Regions from separate parts of the Mus musculus genome. Here all the other regions are linked to region 2. A link is a contact called in public ChIA-PET and Hi-C data. All regions are on one chromosome and are shown on one strand. The core of a region is the stretch at or near the end of the contact, and the rest is flanking DNA. Distances in the headings are between cores, read along the strand shown. Region 1 holds the start of Morn4 (MORN repeat containing 4). Region 2 overlaps Mms19 (MMS19 cytosolic iron-sulfur assembly component). Region 3 overlaps Rrp12 (ribosomal RNA processing 12 homolog (S. cerevisiae)).

Region 1 (2,700 bases), core at 28-2,527, 120 kb after region 2:
TGGTGGCACATGCCTTTAAAAAAAAAAAACAAAAAAAAAAAAACAAAATAACAACAGTTCCCCCCTCCAATCTACGAATAATCATATCCCAGTTAGAGACTGTTTGGAAGTAGCCACCCAAACTACTCACACAATCTCCAAAATGTCCCCAAAACCACTTTCTTGGGTTGGCAATCTTTTAGTTATAAAGGAAGCAACCAAAAACAAACAAACAAACAAACAAAAAAAACAAAAAAAGGGAAGCAACCTTGGGTTTTTAGAACCCTAAGAGGAGAAAAAAAATGAAAGCTTTGATGAACAAATATTAGGAAACTGGAAATACTGTTTTATAAAATGTGTTTTTAAATGAATATGAAATAATTAGGTTTTGAACTTTATAATTCGAATCCCCTTCCTAGCTGGAAAGTAAACAGGGGCATTGTTACTATAAGCAGGTCTTATTTAGGAAGAATGTGGGATAGTTAGATGCAAAAAGATGAAAAGAGAACACTGGTACAGGAAGGTTTTTAAAAACACGATGAACCAAGAGTGGTGGACTCTCCGAAGTAATATTGTCTGGACACTATTTTATGCCAAGGGAAAGGAGAATGCCTGTGCTGGGCTCTAATAAAGCGAAGTTACTCAGGTTGGTACCTAAGTTGTTTGTGGATGCGGAATTGCAGAGATGACAATCCATTTCCCAAGCCTCAGTATGTGGGACCTCTCCCTACCTGTGGCACAGACGCGCCCTAGATTAAACAAAGCCCCAGACTTTCACCAGGCAACCCAGTCTTCCACTGCATTTTTCATCCCAGCCCGGCTCCGTCCTTTTTTGGGGGGGTCGGCCCCCACCACACAGGCTCTTCAGGCTCTCATGGGTCTGGCATTCCCTCCAGACACAGCCTGGCACACCCCTCTCGATAACCAGTGTTCTGTGTTCTCCGGGGCTACAACCTCTGGATCGAAATTCCAAACCCAATTTTGGGGTCCCACTCACAGCCACCTTCTGGTCAGTACAGCCAGGACAGAGGCTCGCTCCCTAGCCCAGTCACCTGCTTGCCGCCTTAGTCCCTACCTGGTGGACCGCACTCCCAGGTCCTCCTCCCACCCGCGTCGCGAGCCTACCTGAGCTTGGCTTCTGGGCGACGACTGTCACGCCCCAACGCGATGCGGGTCTCCAGCAGCTAGGATCTTTGCTGCTCTGGGCTCCCAACTGCCACTCTCCCCTCCGCCACCTCCACCCGCCTCAGCCACACTGGACGCCGCCATCCCTGACGGGCCGCACTGGGCACAATTCCTGCTGTTCATTGGCTGTTACCTAGGCAACCGCGAGCAACGCCACTCCCCATTGGTCCAGCCCTCTTTCGTGCCATCTTTGTGAGGGGCCCAGTGTTTTGGGAGTCTGGGCCAAAGATCTGAAAGAGAGGTGGGGCTGAGCCGGCTGTCCAATCTCATTAGTCCCAACAGAAAACAAGGACCCAGGTTTCCCCTCTCCAGAGACCTCCAGGCATAAACTTTAATCCTAAATAAGGCTGAACAAGTGTTCAAAGTGGCTACCCTCTCTAAAGGTTGTGATTTTTAGATGCATGAACAACTCCACCGCTAAGTATGAAGAGAAAACCTAAACCGTGCTTTAGAAGCTCAGCTTTGTAATTAATGATGCGCTGCACATTTGCATTCATAGGGAATCACTGTGTTCCACGTCTTCTGTATTTAAAATATATTGCTATTATTGGAGCAAATCTTCCCAAATACTGTTCCCGAATGTCTGTATAGCTGTATGTTTATTTATTGAAGTGCGTGTGGGCAGCAAGTTCTTCAGGGCTTGGGAAGCCAGGGTTGTCCGTCGTTGCTTCTCTCATGGAACTCATATGACATGTGTGAGGCATTGAAAGACAAAGCAAATGGCTTCAAATAGCTTTTTGGATTGGGATTTCTTCAGCTGCAGGTTAGAAAATGGTAATGATGAAAATAAGGGTGGCTTTTCAGGACCTGTATGAGAACATAACGCCAAAAGAACGGTAGTTTGAAGTTAATTTGAAAAGATTTGATTTCTGTGTTCAAATCCTATCTTCGCTACTTACAAATTGTGTATGTTTTTGAGTAACTTAGTGAGCTCTCTGGCCTGTAAAATAAGATCAGACCAATAAATTCAATATGGTATTAATAATACTCACTAGGTAATATAAGCTAAACTGTGGAATAGATTGTAGATTAAAGTGCAGTCATTGAGTCGGGCGTGGTGGCGCACGCCTTTGATCCCAGCACTCGGAAGGCAGAGGCAGGCAGATTTCTGAGTTTGAGGCCAGCCTGGTCTACAAAGTGAGTTCCAGGACAGCCAGGGCTATACAGAGAAACCCTGTCTCAAAACAAAACAAAACAAATAAGTGCAGTCATTGAAAAATAGAATGTAAAGAAAGGGATCTCTTTAGAACTTGTGTTAGGAAATATGAAGAAATGAGATTAAATCACAGATTATGTGAGACCAAATTATGGAAAGACCTATAAATTTGCAACAACAACAACAAAAGCTTGCAAAATGTAGTTTCTTTGGCCAGCAAGATGGTTTGTTGGTTTGTTGGTAAGAACAAATTACCTTGTCTCCTTGGGACACAGCATCCAACATCATTGGAGTTATAATGGGAGTTAGTGAAGCGAATCCATGTAAGATACAACGCCCAGCACATACTTAGCACTGGGTAAGCGCTCTCCATGTGTATT
Region 2 (2,700 bases), core at 197-2,696:
CACAGCATTAGGAACAAGGCAGCGCATGCTCAGTGAGAGACACACAGCCCGGGGCTCTATGTATCTGAAATGTCCACAGTCGGTTAGTCCATAGAGTGCTAGGGCCTGGGAAGAAGAGGGGTGAAGGGAATGGGCACTAAGGAGCAGGAGGTTCACTTTGGAGTAAAAAGGATGTTTGAATGGCTGAACGGTGACTGTGGGGAAGGATGCAGGGGGTGAGACAATTTAGTGAGCTTGGATATATCAGATATGTATGTGTGTGTATGTATAAAAATATATATTTAAAGATTTGTCTATGTGTATGGATGTTTTGCCCCTATGTATGTGTACCACATGCATGCCTAGCTCCCACGAAGCCAGAAGAGGGTGCCAGATTCCCTGAGACTGGAATTAAAGATAGTTGTGAGCTGCCATAGGAGTACGGGGAACTGAACCTGGGTCCTCTGGAAGAGCAGCCTGCATTTTTCACTACTGATCCATCTCTCTAGCCCTGTGTCAATTACGTTTTCAATAAAACTATTATTAAAAAAAAATAATGCTGAGTGGTAGCAGTACAACTTTAATCCCAGCACTCAGGAAGCAGAAGCAGGCGGATTTCTGAGTCTGAGGCCAGCCTGGTCTATGGAGTAAGTTCAAGGACAGCCAGAGCTACCTAGAGAGACCCTGTCTCCAAACCAAACCAAACCACACCAAAGCAAAAAAAAAAAAAACCTAGGGCCATGAGAGAGCAACCAGAAAAGCTAAGTAGTCTGTTCTGTGTAAGATGTGGCAGTTTTTAAGACTTCCTTTATCTGTTTTGATTTGTTTTTCCTATTTCAGAAGCATGCGTTTTGAATAATAACTTATTAATAAGACTGGTCAACATAAGTGGTCTGTGGTCTGAGATTTGAGGAAAGCAAGCCCTAGACTACAAGCATGTATCTAATCTGATTCTCAGAAGCCCAGGTTATAACACTCTTCTTTGACTCGCACAGTCAGAGTCTGGGGATCTGGCACAGTCATCCTCCAGACAGGGAGACAGGACCTATCGGATGTCGAAGCCATCTGCGGCAGCTAGACTCCTGAGGGATTAGGTGGATCTAAGGAAGCACAGAGGGTTGGCGTTCCGATGAGACAACAGTGGAAGGCCGTAGCCACCCGTTTTACCTAAACCTGCAGGCTGAGTCAGAACCTGATGTGGATTACAGGTTGTACCTTTCTAAGAGGAACAACCCAAGACCAGCTTAGACTGAGTGCTGACATGGATCAGAAGCCTTCAACTACAAGGGAAAAAAAATCAGGTTCTAGGGAGGGAATAATGCATGGAAGTATCTAGGCAAGACTGGAAGCATATTCTAAAAGAGAGGGGCTTACCCAAGGGCTTCTACTACTTGTAACACTGTATAGCCACCGGACTTCACATCTAGAAGAAATCGAAAGAAATACGAAAAAGTTAAAACAGGGTTCGATGGTTGAGTGCTTCCTGTTTACACCGCGCCCTGTGCTAGGAGACTACACACTGCTGAGTAAGACCCCTCCTAGACAAGAAAGAAGCTGCCACATTTCAAATATGCAGTCGCAAGTTTTTTTTTTTTTTTAAATAAGCATTTTCATCTTTAACTGAAATGATTGTATAGGCAGAAAGGCCAGATTAAAGAATAAGCTGGCTACATATAAATTAGTATTATCAAATAAAAACCCTTTGTGTATATATACACACAACAGTCTATATAAAACAGCATAAAAGATGAATGGGGACAAATGGCACAAAGGCAAAACAAATAAACAAAACCATTGCTGAAGGTGTAGCTCAGCTGACCAAGTGCTGACCTGGCCTGCACTGAGAGCCCTGAGCTCAATTCCTAACAGTGACTAACCCAGCAGCTAGCACAGCCACGTAAGGGGTAGAGGAGGGGTAGATCAGGGAGACCAAGAGAAAGAAAGGAACTAGATAGAAATTCAGGCCAGGCGGTGGTGGCACATGACTTTAATCCCAGCACTCGGGAGGTAGAGGCAGGCGGATTTCTGAGTTTGAGGCCAGCCTGGTCTATTGAGTGAGTTCCAGGATAGCCAGGGCTATACAGAGAAATCCTGTCCTGAAACCCCCCCCTCAAAAAAGATATTTAGCAAAACTGTACATTTAAAAGGCACTCAATGCTCTGGCTTCATACCTGTCAGGATGCTGCTGCTTACAAAACAGACAAGAGACAAGGGTTGGAAGGACAGACAGAAACGGGAGTATGTACAAACTTCGTTGGTGAGAATGTAAACTAGTACAGTTGCTATGGAAAAAAAAAGAGTATGGAGGTGCCTCAAAAAGAGAAAAAAAAAAGCCTCTACAACCCAGCTATAACACTCCTGTTTCATATACAAAGGAAATAAATTAATATCCGCAAAGAGTGTCATATGCCCACGTTCCCTGTAGCATTGTTCACAATAGCTCACATGTGAAATAAGACTGAAGTAGCTATATGTGTGTGTGTACACTGAAAATCGGACAAGATCGTAACACAGAACAGTGTTATACTGTCCATGGTTATAGTATGTGCACAGAATACTTTATTATAATAATAATAAGTGCTAGGATTGAAGGCACATAGCACCACACCTGGCCTTGGGATAGTTTTAGATTAACAGAAAAGTTGCAAAGACAATGCAGAGTTTCTGTACAACCTTCTCCCAGTCTCCCCATTTTATCAGCGGACACAGTACATTTGTCAA
Region 3 (2,700 bases), core at 171-2,670, 95 kb before region 2:
GAGCCTCAAACCCAAGAGCCACCCACGGGTCCCCATCAGCCCTGTGCACAGGGGCTGCTGTCAGATACCAGAGCCTCAAACCCAAGAGCCACCCACGGGTCCCCATTAGCCCTGTGCACAGGGGCTGCTGTCAGATACCAGAGCCCCTCAAACCCAAGAGCCACCCACGGGTCCCCATCAGCCCTGTGCACAGGGGCTGCTGTCAGATACCTGAGCCCCTCAAACCCAAGACCCACCCAGGGGTCAGATGTTCTCAGGGCCTTTCTGGGTCTAACAGCTTGAACACCACCCATGGAGTATCCATACATCTTTTATCTTAGAGACTAGCAGGGGTTCTGAGAGGTTAGTAAAGATGCTCAAAGTTTGATGTGGTTGGTAAGAGGAGGGACCAGAACTAAGACATAGGGACAGGCCAACCCTCTTTCTGACCAATCTGACAAAAGTCCCAGGACACTGGGGCCTAAAGCTGATGGGTGGTGCGAATGTAAGGATGAAGGGAGAATGTTGTGGGAAGAGACTAGGAAGCAGACAGGCCGGGTTCTGGGTCTGTTTGCTGCATCCTGATGCTTTTCCCCATTCTGGCATCACCCTGTCCTGATGTTTGGAGCACTCTTTACCATAACAGCACCCTTCAGGTAAACACTTACCTTTGAACTCAAACAAGAGGTGGGTCAGAGCCAAAATGCTGCAACTAACTGTGGTAACTGCACCCAGAAGGCCAGGATAGATGAGGACAAGGTACCGCTGCAGAGCGTCTGAGGACAGAGAGTGGGACAGTTACTCGAAGACAGGGTGCTCAGGGATGGGTACTATTGGCCTTCAGTGCAGTCCACTCAAAGCCACAGGCAGAACAAGACAAGGCGTTCCCTCCACCTTTTCTCTTAAGACTGGACAGAGGCTTTAAGACTTTTCTCTCACTGGGCATGGTGGCGCACACCTTTAATCCCAGCACTTGGGAGGCAGAGGGAGGCGTATTTCTGAGTTCGAGGCCAGCCTGGTCTATAGAGTGAGTTCCAGGATAGCCAGGGCTACACAGAGAAACCCTGTCTCGAGAAACCAAAAAAAAAAAAAAAAAAAAGTCTTCTCTGGGCCAAGGCAGTTTGTCCACCCCAGCTCTCAGTCCACAGCCCACACTCTCACCTTCCTGGTTGGAGCCAAATCGCAGGAAAGCATGGCCCATCTCCACCAGCAAGGTAAACGCACTCTTCCTTGCACCCACTGACACCTCCTTGGTGCACAGGATCACCTGGCCAAACAGCCTTTGTCAGGACATGGAACTGAGGGGCAGCCTGGGTGAGCTCTTCACGCCTACACATGCACTAGGCAGTGAAGGGAGCGTGTGCTCCCACTGTTACCTACAGCCCTCCCTCCTCGGGCCTCTCTTGGAATCCACACTAAGAAACCACAACCCACATCCCTCCACAACCCCTCACCTCTGGGATGAGGGCAGCTATGAACTCCTCATGCTCAGCCGACAGCGTCTTCACAATATGTATGAGGCACTTCAAACGGGGCTGTGGGCACAACAACAACACCGGGGTCCTCCAGTGTCACCCTGACCCCTGGGCGTGCCTGTTGACGCCCTCCCTCCCTTGCAGACGAGGCAGCCCGGAACCCTTACCCTTTTAGCAGGCGAGGATGTGGTCCGAAGCGAGTCCAGCAGAGTCTTCTTCAGATCATCCAGGTGGCTCTGCACGAAGCGGGCTGCCGGGCCCTGAGAACTGGCACACACCTCCTCCAGCACGCGGTAGGCCTTCTTCTGTACACCGTGGACCTTGCTCTTGAGAGGGCAAACGAGACGTGGAGATAATAAGGAAGGGGACTGGGTTCCACTCCATCCTGTGACATTCCCCAAGCATCTACTAGAGAGGATTCAGAGAGAAGCTGGTCTGGAAACAGGAGCCATAGCTTCAGGGACAAAGCCAGACTGGATTTCCAAACCATTCTCACCACCACTAAATAACATATAAGGGGGCTGAGGCCAGGGCTCAGTGATTCAAAGTACTTGTTCTTTTAAAGGACCCACTTCCATTCTCAGCACCCACATGGCATCTCACAACTGTCTTAAACTCCACTTTCACAGCTTCAGGGGAGCTGCTGCCTTCTCATCTATGTGACACCAGGCACATAATGCAGGCAAAACACACATAAAATAGAATCAAATCTAAGAAAATAAAAGTAATAAATAGCAGACACCCAAGCCTGGGCACAGGCATCAGAATATAGGGAGATAGACCTGGCACTCTCTGACTAGCACGCTCTCCTCTAAGCTGAAGGAGTTCCCAGGCCTCGCCAGCTCATCCCAGCCTGCCCTGACATCTGTGTCCGCCTGCACACATCTTCCTCTAGCTACTATACAAACTGGCGGGGAGCAGGGAGACTGGTCCTCAGGAGGGTGCTACTGGGCTGAACACTGCACATTGTAAGCATTTTCGACAGGGCAGTGAGAATGAGCAAAGGCATAGGCAGGCCAGCTCTAAACAAGATCTTGGGGGTGTGGCTCAGAGGGCATGCCCAGCATCCAGGAGAACCTGAGTGCATCCAGGAAAAAAAAAAGGAAAAAGGAAAAAGAAAAGAGAAAAGAAAGAGAAAGGAGGGGCTGGTGAGGTGGCTCAGTGGGTAAGAGCACCCGACTATTCTTCCGAAGGTCCAGGGTTCAAATCCCAGCAACCACATGGTGGCTCACAACCATCCGTAACA

What was found. Hi-C and Micro-C count contacts between places; a contact is called where the count stands out from the background. ChIA-PET counts read pairs in DNA pulled down with a chosen protein or histone mark.
Region 1: a contact with region 2 is called in a Hi-C map of rod photoreceptor, with 2.4 times the contacts expected there. The contact joins the promoter of Morn4 here to the enhancer-like site in region 2. A contact is called at or near these places in 14 of 39 promoter capture datasets (the 3T3-L1 cell line, 3T3-L1-derived adipocytes, the HPC-7 cell line and 9 more), 14 of 484 Hi-C or Micro-C datasets (the HPC-7 cell line, the N1E-115 cell line, bone marrow-derived macrophages and 10 more), 6 of 115 datasets of contacts at active chromatin or transcription factors (the SCID.adh cell line, bone marrow-derived macrophages, effector CD8 T cells and 2 more) and 4 of 9 other capture datasets (adipose tissue, embryonic stem cells, liver and 1 more).
Region 3: an RNA polymerase II ChIA-PET map of effector CD8 T cells shows a contact between it and region 2, with 6 read pairs. The contact joins two enhancer-like sites. A contact is called at or near these places in 4 of 39 promoter capture datasets (cranial neural crest, embryonic stem cells, neutrophils and 1 more), 20 of 484 Hi-C or Micro-C datasets (differentiating embryonic stem cells, embryonic heart, embryonic stem cells and 2 more), 3 of 115 datasets of contacts at active chromatin or transcription factors (effector CD8 T cells and embryonic stem cells) and 4 of 9 other capture datasets (adipose tissue, embryonic stem cells, liver and 1 more).

Annotation. Positions count from the first base shown.
Region 1 is chr19:42,085,093-42,087,792 of GRCm38.p6, forward strand. Morn4 (MORN repeat containing 4) reads right to left here and starts at 1,278. Exons shown (of 5, transcript NM_198108.2): 1 at 1,105-1,278.
Region 2 is chr19:41,968,350-41,971,049 of GRCm38.p6, forward strand. It overlaps Mms19 (MMS19 cytosolic iron-sulfur assembly component), which reads right to left. Exons shown (of 31, transcript NM_028152.3): 2 at 1,354-1,402. Among named protein-coding and RNA genes, the nearest start is that of Mms19, 11 kb to the right of the region's middle. Within about 2 kb of position 1,447, at least 23 of the 459 cell types and tissues checked have an H3K27ac peak or open chromatin away from gene starts, as enhancers often do. A contact at or near this core is called in effector CD8 T cells, olfactory sensory neurons and rod photoreceptor, where this site is marked.
Region 3 is chr19:41,873,096-41,875,795 of GRCm38.p6, forward strand. It overlaps Rrp12 (ribosomal RNA processing 12 homolog (S. cerevisiae)), which reads right to left. Exons shown (of 34, transcript NM_199447.2): 21 at 1,622-1,780; 22 at 1,434-1,514; 23 at 1,141-1,246; 24 at 648-755. Among named protein-coding and RNA genes, the nearest start is that of Rrp12, 22 kb to the right of the region's middle. Within about 2 kb of position 1,421, at least 25 of the 459 cell types and tissues checked have an H3K27ac peak or open chromatin away from gene starts, as enhancers often do. A contact at or near this core is called in effector CD8 T cells, where this site is marked.